Regions from separate parts of the Mus musculus genome. Here region 2 is linked to region 1. The links are chromatin contacts, called in public HiChIP or PLAC-seq maps. All regions are on one chromosome and are shown on one strand. The core of a region is the stretch at or near the end of the contact, and the rest is flanking DNA. Distances in the headings are between cores, read along the strand shown. Region 1 holds the start of Spin1 (spindlin 1). Region 2 has its middle 26 kb from the start of Shc3.

Region 1 (5,199 bases), core at 1,562-4,061:
CAAAGATCAAACTCTACAAAAAAGTTTTTCCAGGACACTAACTCTTACAAATGGTTTAAGGGTGAAATTTTGGACCACCCACAAAACAAAGCAGCACACACAAATCACATCAACCCCACATTACCATTCTCTAGTGGGAGGACACAGCTGAGAGACATCGTAAGGACACAGTCAGAAAAAGTCCAGAAGCCATGGTCTTCCAGCTCAGAGATCAAAACGGAGTCACTCCTATGGAAGCTATCCAAACTGAAACTAAGTTGTTATCTGACCTTCAGAAAAATCAAAGACAACCACATTTCCCCAACAGGCCAGTTCAATCCACAGGACAAGAGTCCCTCAGTGAGGTGCTCTCACTCAGTTTTGATCCTCGGCGAACGCCATCCAGAAGTGACTGGATGTGGAACTAGCTGTTTTCCTATGGGATTTTCCCGGCTTCCACTTTTCGAGGGAAGCAACGTTCAGGCCACAGCTCCCTTTCATCCTTTGTCTTCAGCCCTCTACTGCCCCATAAAAGGAAGTCCCAGGCTCACTAAGAGCAGTATTTTTCAGAGTTCCCAAAATGAAAATGTGAAATGTGATCCTAAGGAGAGAAGAAGAGGGCACCTCATCCCTCAGAATGACAGACCGGCAGGGCCTCAGGCACAGGGCTGGCCGAGCATACCGCCTCAGACTGCTGTTTGCTCTGGAGCTGGCAATTAAAGACACTACCTAAACAGCCACCCAGCCTCTATCCACAGATTGGGGGCACATGCTGGGGGTGTATCCACAACATGAAAGAAATGCCTTCATTCCCTAAAACAACCTATTCTATTTAAGGAACGTTTACATGGTAGGTAGTTTGTTGTACTAGGAGGCAAAACCTGGAGTCCAACATGTATGTGCAGGACAACTGCTCTACCACAGACTTCTGACTTTTTGAAACAGGACCTTAAATTATACAAGCTGTCCTTAAACTTCCAACCCTCCTCAACAACTAGGGTTACAATCCTGTTACTAGGCCTGGTGAAGGGTGACCACCCTATCCTATGTAAGAGATGGGCAGCATCAGAGCTTAGCTATCCCAGAAAGGCTTAAAGCACCTCCTTTGAACACTAAAGTGGGCTTGACTAGAGAAATTCCATAGTGAAAATCTATTTTTAAAAAACCTTAAGCATGGCTCAGCGGTTAAGAGCACTCACTGGCTGTTCTTCCAAAGGACCCGTGTTTGATTCCCAGCACTCCCATTGTCTAACTCCAGTCCCGGGAGTTCAGAGCCCTCTTCTGGACTCCTTGAGCACCAGACACACATGTGGTACACAGACAAATATGCAGACAAAACATCCACACACATATATTTCAAAAATCCTAAGTATAAAAAGACAGCCCCTCACTCGATTGTACTCCAGGCGGAAAAAGGAGAGTGGCGCAAGGCCAGTCTAGAGTACAGGAGACCTCATACAAATTCACTTAGACTGAAAGCCTTTTGCTTGATCCATTTCTTAGGCATGTCAAAGTAGGATTTTAAAGCTAATTTCGTTTTACTTATTGAGAGAAACACTACACGTTTTTATAAACATAGCAGGCTACGTTAATACACAATTACCAAATCTGATAACGGACATCCTGTAAATCGTGTTCACCCATTAACTAATACTGAAGGGGTTAAAAAGGCTAAAGATGTGCCTCTTCTATCTTTCCAAAATTTCACCACCTCAGAAGTGCGCTCAGGATGTATAGGTAAAAAAACGTCTAAGATCCGGTTTCATTTTCACTCTCTAACAAAAGCTATGCAGAAGGCAATTACTCTCCATCAATCCTTTCAGGCTGCAGCTTCTTCCAGAAAATTCCAAGGAAAGTTAGTGAGGCATTCGCATTTCGATACGGATACCATCTTTCTCGCTAGTCACACTAAAATCCTTTACAACACTTGAACGAATCTTGTATTGCTTTTGGATGTACACGATAAATAAACAAGCCTTTAAACCAGAAGTAAGACTGCACGCGCGCGCGCACACACACACACACACACAGAGAGAAAAATCCTTACAAAACCCGAAACCCAATTCATAGACCATCGAAACCAAATCAATATAAAAACAATTGCGTAAACAAACTTTGAGATGCGCAGGCAACGTCGTGGATGACTGAAGCCATTTCTCAACCCGACACCCCCCGCCTCCCGGAAAGGCCCAGAACGCACCATCCGTGCAGGAAGCCGCCAGGGACCGCGACCCCCGGCGCTGCGCAGTATCCGCACCGCACATCTATCGGGCGCATTCGGGGAGGCAAACCCAAGGTCACGCAGGCCCGCGCCCCGAGCCCCCCAGGCAGGGCGTCACCGGGATGACCCGTCGCGGGGGTCCCGCCACGCCCCTCCCCCGCCCGGTTACGCAATGCCCCCGCCCCCGCCCCCCGCCCGGCACGGAACAAAGCGCGCGGGAAGCGGCCGCGGGGCTGGGGCAGGGACCCCGCGAGCGCCATGTTGGCGGGGGCGGCGGGGACCGGGCGGGGGCGACGAACAAAGGAACTCGCGCACGCCCCGGCCCCAGCCCGCCGCGCCCCGGCCCCACCGAGCCCGGCCGGCAGGGGGCGCTGAGGGGCGCCGCCCGCGGACAATGCGCCCGGGGCCCCGCGGGCTATGCTCACCTGGGTCCGCGCGCCGTGAGAGGCCCACTCGCTTCCCCCCTCACGGCCCTGCAGCCAGCCCCACGCGCGTCTCACCTGTCGGCCACCGAGGCTGCCCACGGGGCCGCCGTGGTTCGCTCGTGCTCCCCGCCGGCCCAGCCCGAGCCAGACGGCGCCTCCCCACCCCCGCTCCTCGCCGCGGCCGCCGCCCGCCCCCCGGCCGCCACGGCGCACGCGCACTGCGCCCGCCGAACTGCGACGGCCGCGCCGCCCCGGCGCCCGGCGCCGCCGGACGCACTGCGCAGGCGCGGGTGGGAGGCGGGCCCTGGCGGCGGGGGCGGGGCCTGGCGCTGCTCACCTGGAGGGTGGGGCGCGCACCCGGAGCGGCGAGGTACACGCTGGGGAGCCGCGGGCCTGGCGTAGAGCCGGCCTCTCTTACAAGCGGAGCAGGGTCGGGAAGACGAACGGAGAGTAGCGGGCGTTGGTATTTACTCTTGCACGGGAGGACGGCTTCCAGGAGCTATCCTGACTCTTTGTCCTGGGACCTTACGTCTGCTGTCTCGGGTAGCTGCCTGGCTAGCTGCGGAGATGCAGGAGGCTAGGTCACATGACCGTGCGCCGCGCAGGTGCACTTTCCTGCGGAGCAGCAGCTTTGGACTGCAGGACGCGAGCCCTTTAAAAATATGGATAGGCTCCCCCATGCTCCCTTGAAGACACACCGCCTTGCTGTACGCCGCACTGCGCAGTGGCTGAGGAACTAGGCTCAGCTTGCAAAGCTCAGGGCCTCCTGCGAACACCTGCTGAGGGTGGCTGCTGCAAACACCTAGCCTTGGCCTAGCTGCAGCCGCTGCTCTAGAAGTCACCCCGGGCTCCTCGCGAGGCTGCAAGCCAAGACTTCCCACGATCGCACGAGAATCCGTGCGACTCTGGTTCCAGTTAAGATCGCCTATTGAGGATCTGTTTGGCTGTGGGCAAGGAAAGAGAGAAAAAGAAAACGTCCGGGATGGTTTGGTTTGAGGGGAAGTGAAATACGGGACCTGAAGCTTCGTCTGGGTCTCCTTCCCTCCTTTAACCCAGTGTCTGGATCCAGGCGGTCACCGACCTGGTTCCTCGAGTGCTGTAGCACTGCCGCATTGTAATAAGCCTCCTGCCAGAGTGTTGCCAGGTCGAATTACAAGACGTTATTGGAAAGCCCTTTGCGCACTCCAAACCTGCAGCACGGCTCTTAGTTCGCTGTGCTCTTTGGGATTCCATTGGCACTTTTTTTTTTTTTTTCAAAATAAGATTGATATGTGCCTGCTCAAATTAAAATGCTTGTCTCAGATGACATTCTTGGCAGGAGCAACGTAGTCACAGACCGAAGAGAGGGCTAATTTCAGTAGAGATGCAGCCAGCCTGGAGATCACTGAGAGAAGATTAGCTTTTGTTGTGTTTAATGTTTGATCGTGGAGGCTGACAGGAACAAGGAAGGGTGTGATAGGGAAGGAGGCTGGAGTGACAGTATGGAACACTTCCGTTTCCTTGGTGACACGCCTGGTTTTTTTTGGTTTGTTTTTTTTTTTCTGTTCTCTAGAGGAACAGAACTTACAAAATGAATATATACATATGGAAAGAGTATGTATTAGAATACCTCACAGGCTTTGATCAAGTTAGTCCAGCAATGGCTGTCTACCCACAGAAGGTCCAGGAATTCAGTAGTTGTTCAGTACTGAAAGCTGAATGTCTCATCTGGTCTTCAGCATACGCTGGAATCTCAAGCAGGCTATAATGTGAGTGAAGGAATGGACTTGCTAGTGAGACAGCAAAGAGCAAAAACTTCCTTATTCCGTGTCCTTTAAATAAGCTGCCAACAAGTGTGCCCCAGATTAAAGGTATGTCTTCCTACCTCAGAAGATCCACATTAACCGTGTCTCTTCCCACCTCAAAAGGTCTGGATTAAAGGTATATTTTTTTTACCTCAAAGATCCATATCAAATGGTTTAATTAAGCAGAAATCCATCACTGGTGGGCCCATCCATTTTGGAGTTTTGATTCCTGATGTCAAGTTGACAAAAATGGCCTTCACATCTGCCTAGCACTTACTGACATTTTGGGACCTGGTAACTTGGGGAAAAGAGTATTGGGTTGTTTTGCTTGAACCAGGGCCTCACTATCTAGCTGGGTAAGCCCACGCAGGCCTGTAATTTAAGGTCTTCCTGTGTAAGCCTCCCCAATACCTGGCCTCGTGCATGGTAGGGCATTTGGTGTCATCCTTGGCTTCTACCTATCTGAGGCCACTTGCAGACCCAACTGACCAATCAACCCTTCAAGCCTTGCTTTCTCCCACTTCTTCACAACCTCAGGTTTAAATTTGCCTCGACTGATGGTCTCCAGCAACCTGTCAAAAATAACACGGGCTACATTCTAGATTTATGAATGCCTAAATTGGACTCAGGGACAGAGTTGGTTTTTGTTTTTAAGATGAGGTCTCATATAGCTCAGGCTGGTCAGAACTTTTATACAGCCAAAGACAATCCTGAACACCATTCTCGTCCACCTGCCGCTCTCCTACCAAGAGCTGGGGTGGCAAGCACATACCAGCTCACAGATCAAATT
Region 2 (5,199 bases), core at 1,718-4,217, 490 kb before region 1:
CCAGGCTGGCCTCGAACTCAGAAATCTGCCTGCCTCTGCCTCCCAAGTGCTGGGATTAAAGGCGTGTGCCACCACGCCCGGCTGACTTCACTGTCTTGTGAGCATGCCTACCATGATGCGATATGCAATATACAGTGAAGTTGGGTCCTTTGCCAGGCCACATAATGCCATATGTGCTCTTAGACTTGCAGCCTCCCAAAGTGTCCTGCCTTGACTTCCCTCAGTGACCAAGTGTGACCTGAGAGCTCTAAGCCGAAATAAATGCAAAATCCTCTCCAGGTTGCTTTTGGCCATAGTATTTTATCGCAGCCATAGAAAACTTAACTCAGAAACATTCCCGCCATGATGGACCCTATGTGATCATGTGACTGTGAGCCAAAATCTTCCTTTGAGCTGCTTTGGCAGATGTTTGGCCACAGGAAGGAGGGAAGTGATCCCTCCTAATACAGGGAGGATGAGGGATCAGGGTCTGTGTGCAGGGTAGGGGATGTTTCCCTGGGTGCTCCACATAGACAGTGTCCTCAAGCCAGGTCCTTGCAGACTGCCTCCAGGAGGCTTTCCTGGACAGCCAGGAGACTCTGTTAGCGGTGAGACTCCACGCCTAATTCAGTAGCACACTGTTTGCACAGAACGCTTTGGCTCATGGTTTTACCCGTTCACCGCCATGGGTCCTAAGTTCTCATGTCTTCATGATATAAAATGTAATTATTTACATAGCCCTAGTGATCCAGTTATAACCAGAGTGCCTTCCCACAAGTGTGTTCAAGCTTCTGTTTGAGCGTCTTCAGGCCCCAGGGTTTGTTTATCAAGGCCACTTGAGTGACTCTGTTGCCATTTCTCATGGGAAGAGCAGGTATAGAGGGCGTGTGGGTGGGCCACTAGAGGGATCCTGGAGAGCACTGAGGTGCAAGCTGTTTGCAGGAGGCCTTTGGCAACGTCAAAGAGGAAGTCAGGGGGAATCTGTAGTCTAGCAGATCTTTACATGGCATCTTCCTTGGAAACTAGTGCCTCAATACAGGTTTAGAGAGAGGGCATCTGTTCTACATCATAGATTTCAAGAGCCAGGGAGTAGAGTCATACCCTGGTCTAGTGAAGGCTGATTCAGGAGTTCAGAGCAAGGAGCAGGATTAAGACTGACAAGCCAACCCACTGGAAACGGAATCTTCCCAAGTGTTCTACATTCTCAGTTGCATACTACTTATTCCTAAAGCCACAAGAATGAGTCCGTTTTCTGTGGCCGTAACGAAATACCAGAGTACCTTATAAAGAGGTTTATTTACCTTCCAGTGTCCTAACCACTGGCCTTTCACATCCTGTGGAGACGGTGAAGGAATATCGGCTAGGCCACCAACTCTCAACACTCCCACACTGAGGGTCAGGTTTCTAACGGATAACATAGTAGGACAAAACCATCCAAGTTTGACAAGCACATCCTTCTGGGAAAGCCAGCTGTGTCTTGAATTAAGATGAAAAGACTGAGGCTGGTAATGGTGTGGACAGAAACGGGGAACGGGGCAGGGATTGACTTTAGGGAAGATGTCCTCTCTCCCTCACCCTCCTGGCTTGTCTCTATCCCTCCAGGATCTAATTTTTAACTTTGGGATACTCAGAATAGTAAAAGAAAAAAAAGAAAGCTTTTTTGAAAGCTGTGCTCTTGTCTGTGTAGGTATTTGTGTATCAGGTACCTAATGTGGCTAAAATGAACAACTGTGGTCAGACTTCAGGAGGTTGCAGAAGGTCAGAAGTTCAAGGCCAGCCTTGGTTACTCAGTTAAATCGGAGGCTAACCTGGGCTGAGACTCTGCCTTACCACCACTACCTCATCCTCTTGAAAACAACAACAACAACAACAACAACAACAACAACAACAACAACAACAGCCAACTCAATCAAACCATGAGCAGCGAAAGAAACTCGTGGTTGTAGAGTTTACTGGAACAATATTGGAATATTTCGATCTCGCCGCCTCAGGGGCTCACGGAACTGGAACTTCTGTAGACTGGGATTTGAAGGAGCTGAGGAATAGGTGTGTTTGGTGCTTGGACTTGTGTGGGATCCAGAGCAGAACATTAGTTGATGGAGACAAGTCTGGTTCTTGAAACTCACTGGTCACGATAGCCTCTCTCTTTACTCTGGGGATAGGCACTCTTCTAGGTAGTGAGAGGGTGTGTTGTGGGAGTTTTACTCTGGTAACCGCAGTTTGCTTAATGCCCATTTGAGTAAACGAGCCAGACATAATGTGGGCTGTTGAAAGGGGCGTGGGCGGGTCCGCCCTCAATCATGGGTGCGCAGGGATGCGTAGCCTATCCTCATCTTTCCAACTGAAGAAGTCCTCTTGTCTTCTTGAGTGAGTGAGGGTGATGGAGAACGGGTGCTGCCGGGCATTTTAATGGCTGAATAGGGGACTTGCTGGGTTGGCCTGAGAGGATCCTCTGTGGAGAGGCTCTGGGCGTTTCCCTGTGCCATAGTTTTTTTTTTTTTTTTTTTTTTTTTAAGTTATACTCTTGCCCCTCCTCCCAGTTTCACCATTGCTCTGTGGCATCAGTAGCGTTTCCTTTCCTGTTTGGAACCGTGAACCTCATAGGCGTTACTAGGAGCGTTTCCAGGGGCTCCAGGGATTTTATGCGTTGGGACAGGAAGCACACTGCCTCTGTCTCTTAGGTTGGGACTCTTGATCTGCCGCCATCGTCTGCACGCAGCACCCACACCCCTACAGCAGCCACGCACCAGCAGCAGCCTCGTGAGCCAGCAACACCCACGCCCCTACAGCAGCCACGCGCCAGCAACACCCACGTGCACCTGCAGCACCCACGTATCCCCCACCCCCACGTCACCCACGCAACCCTACTTCACCCACGCACTGGCAGCACCCACATGCGCCTGCCTCACCCACCTACGTGCGCCCAGCCTTGCCTCTGCCGCGCCCGCAAAGTGCGCAAGGGAGGATGCCACAGTCCGCCAGAGTTAGGAGGCGGAGGTTTAGCAGCGTTTCTAGGATAACCGGTCAAACCACCGAGAGGAGGGGTGTTGGTGGTACAGAGGGAGGGTCTCAGGAAGTGGAGACGCTGGGAGCCCAGGCGCTTATCCTACTTAATTTCAAAAGAATTTTAGGCTCCTGCGGAAGAGAACTTGGAGGGTGGGGCTGAAGCGATCCAGAGTTGGCCCCGGTGGAGAGCCTCACCACGCTAGGATTTAAAGCAGGCGAGGCGAAGAAGCAAATAGACCCATCCGAACCGAGAAAGCCCAGTGTAGAAAATAAGACTGAACAACAATCCTTGATTTTAGCATACGGAAGCCACAGCGCTGCTATTATCAGGAAAGAAGAGTCCAAACGGCTTGAGACAATTTAAACTGTTTTGCATTCTCAAGTTTATTATTCCTTCTTTCTTTTTGTGAGGTGGCTGGTGAAACCCCTTTCAACGATTTAAAAATAGATTGGTGTTCAGAATGTATTTTAAAATGTCTGCCTAATGTAAACAGTGTTAGAATTTAGTACTATAAATAGCTTTTGAATTATTTATACCTCAAAAAAAATTTTTTTCATTGTAATCCTGAGGTTAGCCCGTTAGTTTGGATAAGAAGAAATGAAAATAAAACACAACTATTTCTACTTGAAATTGGATATGAAATCACAGTATTAAAAACCAAACAATATATTAAGAGGTGAGGTTTATCTGTGTGTTACAATATCAACCTGCCAGGGAGGTCACAGGTTCTAGGGAGGAACAAACGTGTTGTCAAACTGACCATACATTAGTACCATTCTCAGCTGTGACCAAAGACACTTCTCTCTTCAGCGTTCAGCACTCACTGAAGAGATAGATTCACAGCTAGAACAAGTGACTGTTGAGCTGTCAGTCCTAAGTGGGACATCTGTACCACCTCCAGGACAGGCTCATGGGAAATCTGGGAAGAGGGGTTAGAAAGAATAAAAGAAATGAAGGATAAAGACGAAAGCTATACAATTCTGTATCTGCATGTGACAGGGCCGTCTGAACCCAGGAATTCCCAGCGGCTATGGGAGTTATGGGATTAGTCATCATCACAGCAGGCAGCGTTGACTGGACTCAGTGGGACATACATGTACACACACACACACACACACACACACACAAACACACACATAATACACACATGCACACACACACACACACACACACACATAATACACACATGCACACACACATACATGCACATAAACACACACACACGCACACACACACACACACACACACACACATAATACACACATGCACACACACATACATGCACATAAACACACACACACACACACATACACACACACACACACACACATACATGCACATAAACACATACACACACGCACGCACGCACATATGCATACACACATACAAATACACACACATGCACACACATATACATACACACATACACACACATGCACACACATACACACACATACACACACATGTGTACACACACACACACACACACACACACACACACACACACCATGAAAGTTTTAGAGTACCTGAGGGAGTAGAAGGTAGGTAGATGAGATCAAGACACATTGTTTACATGTATAAAGTTGTTAACAAATAAAAATATTAATAACAAATGTGAGGCTTAATCCATGTGTTTCTCTTCTTTAGCCTGTTGATATGGTGGTAGGTTAAGTTGCTTTTCAGATACTGACCCTGCCTGACATTCCTGTAATAAGTTTCACTAGATCATATTATACAGTTCTTTTCACACATTGCTGGATCCTGTTGAAGTTAAGTCCTGCTTCTTCCTCCCAGCCTCATGCTCCCAGAAATAAGACTCAGACCCAAAATATATTTAGAAATCCCTGGCCATATAGCTAGGCTCTTTTCTGACTAGAATCATAACTTAAGATAACGTATTCATTTTCACCTACATTTTGCCACATGGCTGGTTACCTGTGTTCAGGTACCACGCATCTTCCTGGCAAATCCCCACCTGGCTTTCTCCCAGAGTCCTTTCTCCTTCCAGACATCCCACCCCCACTTCTTGTCTAAGCCATAGGCTTTTTAATTGACAGATGATGCATTCATACAACAGACAAGATATTCTCTCCATAGGCTCCAACAGAATATTTTATGGGCTGTTTATAAGATAAGAGAAGTTGGGTGATGTTTCCTGTACTGCTTTTGTCTAGTTTTGATCTCAGGACAATAGAATTAGAAACCGTTTCACC

What was found. HiChIP or PLAC-seq counts read pairs in DNA pulled down with a chosen protein or histone mark.
Region 2: a contact with region 1 is called in an H3K4me3 HiChIP or PLAC-seq map of forebrain, with 6 times the contacts expected there. The contact joins the enhancer-like site here to the promoter of Spin1 in region 1. A contact is called at or near these places in 4 of 39 promoter capture datasets (the 3T3-L1 cell line, cranial neural crest, hippocampal neurons and 1 more) and 6 of 115 datasets of contacts at active chromatin or transcription factors (T-cell acute lymphoblastic leukemia, acute myeloid leukemia, astrocytes and 3 more).

What each region holds. Positions count from the first base shown.
Region 1 is chr13:51,098,492-51,103,690 of GRCm38.p6, reverse strand. Spin1 (spindlin 1) reads right to left here and starts at 2,811. Exons shown (of 6, transcript NM_146043.4): 1 at 2,701-2,811. 9430083A17Rik (RIKEN cDNA 9430083A17 gene) reads left to right here and starts at 2,964. Exons shown (of 1, transcript NR_029463.1): 1 at 2,964-5,199.
Region 2 is chr13:51,592,684-51,597,882 of GRCm38.p6, reverse strand. No RefSeq gene overlaps it. Among named protein-coding and RNA genes, the nearest start is that of Shc3, 26 kb to the right of the region's middle. Within about 2 kb of position 2,967, at least 74 of the 459 cell types and tissues checked have an H3K27ac peak or open chromatin away from gene starts, as enhancers often do. A contact at or near this core is called in craniofacial prominence, forebrain and hippocampal neurons, where this site is marked.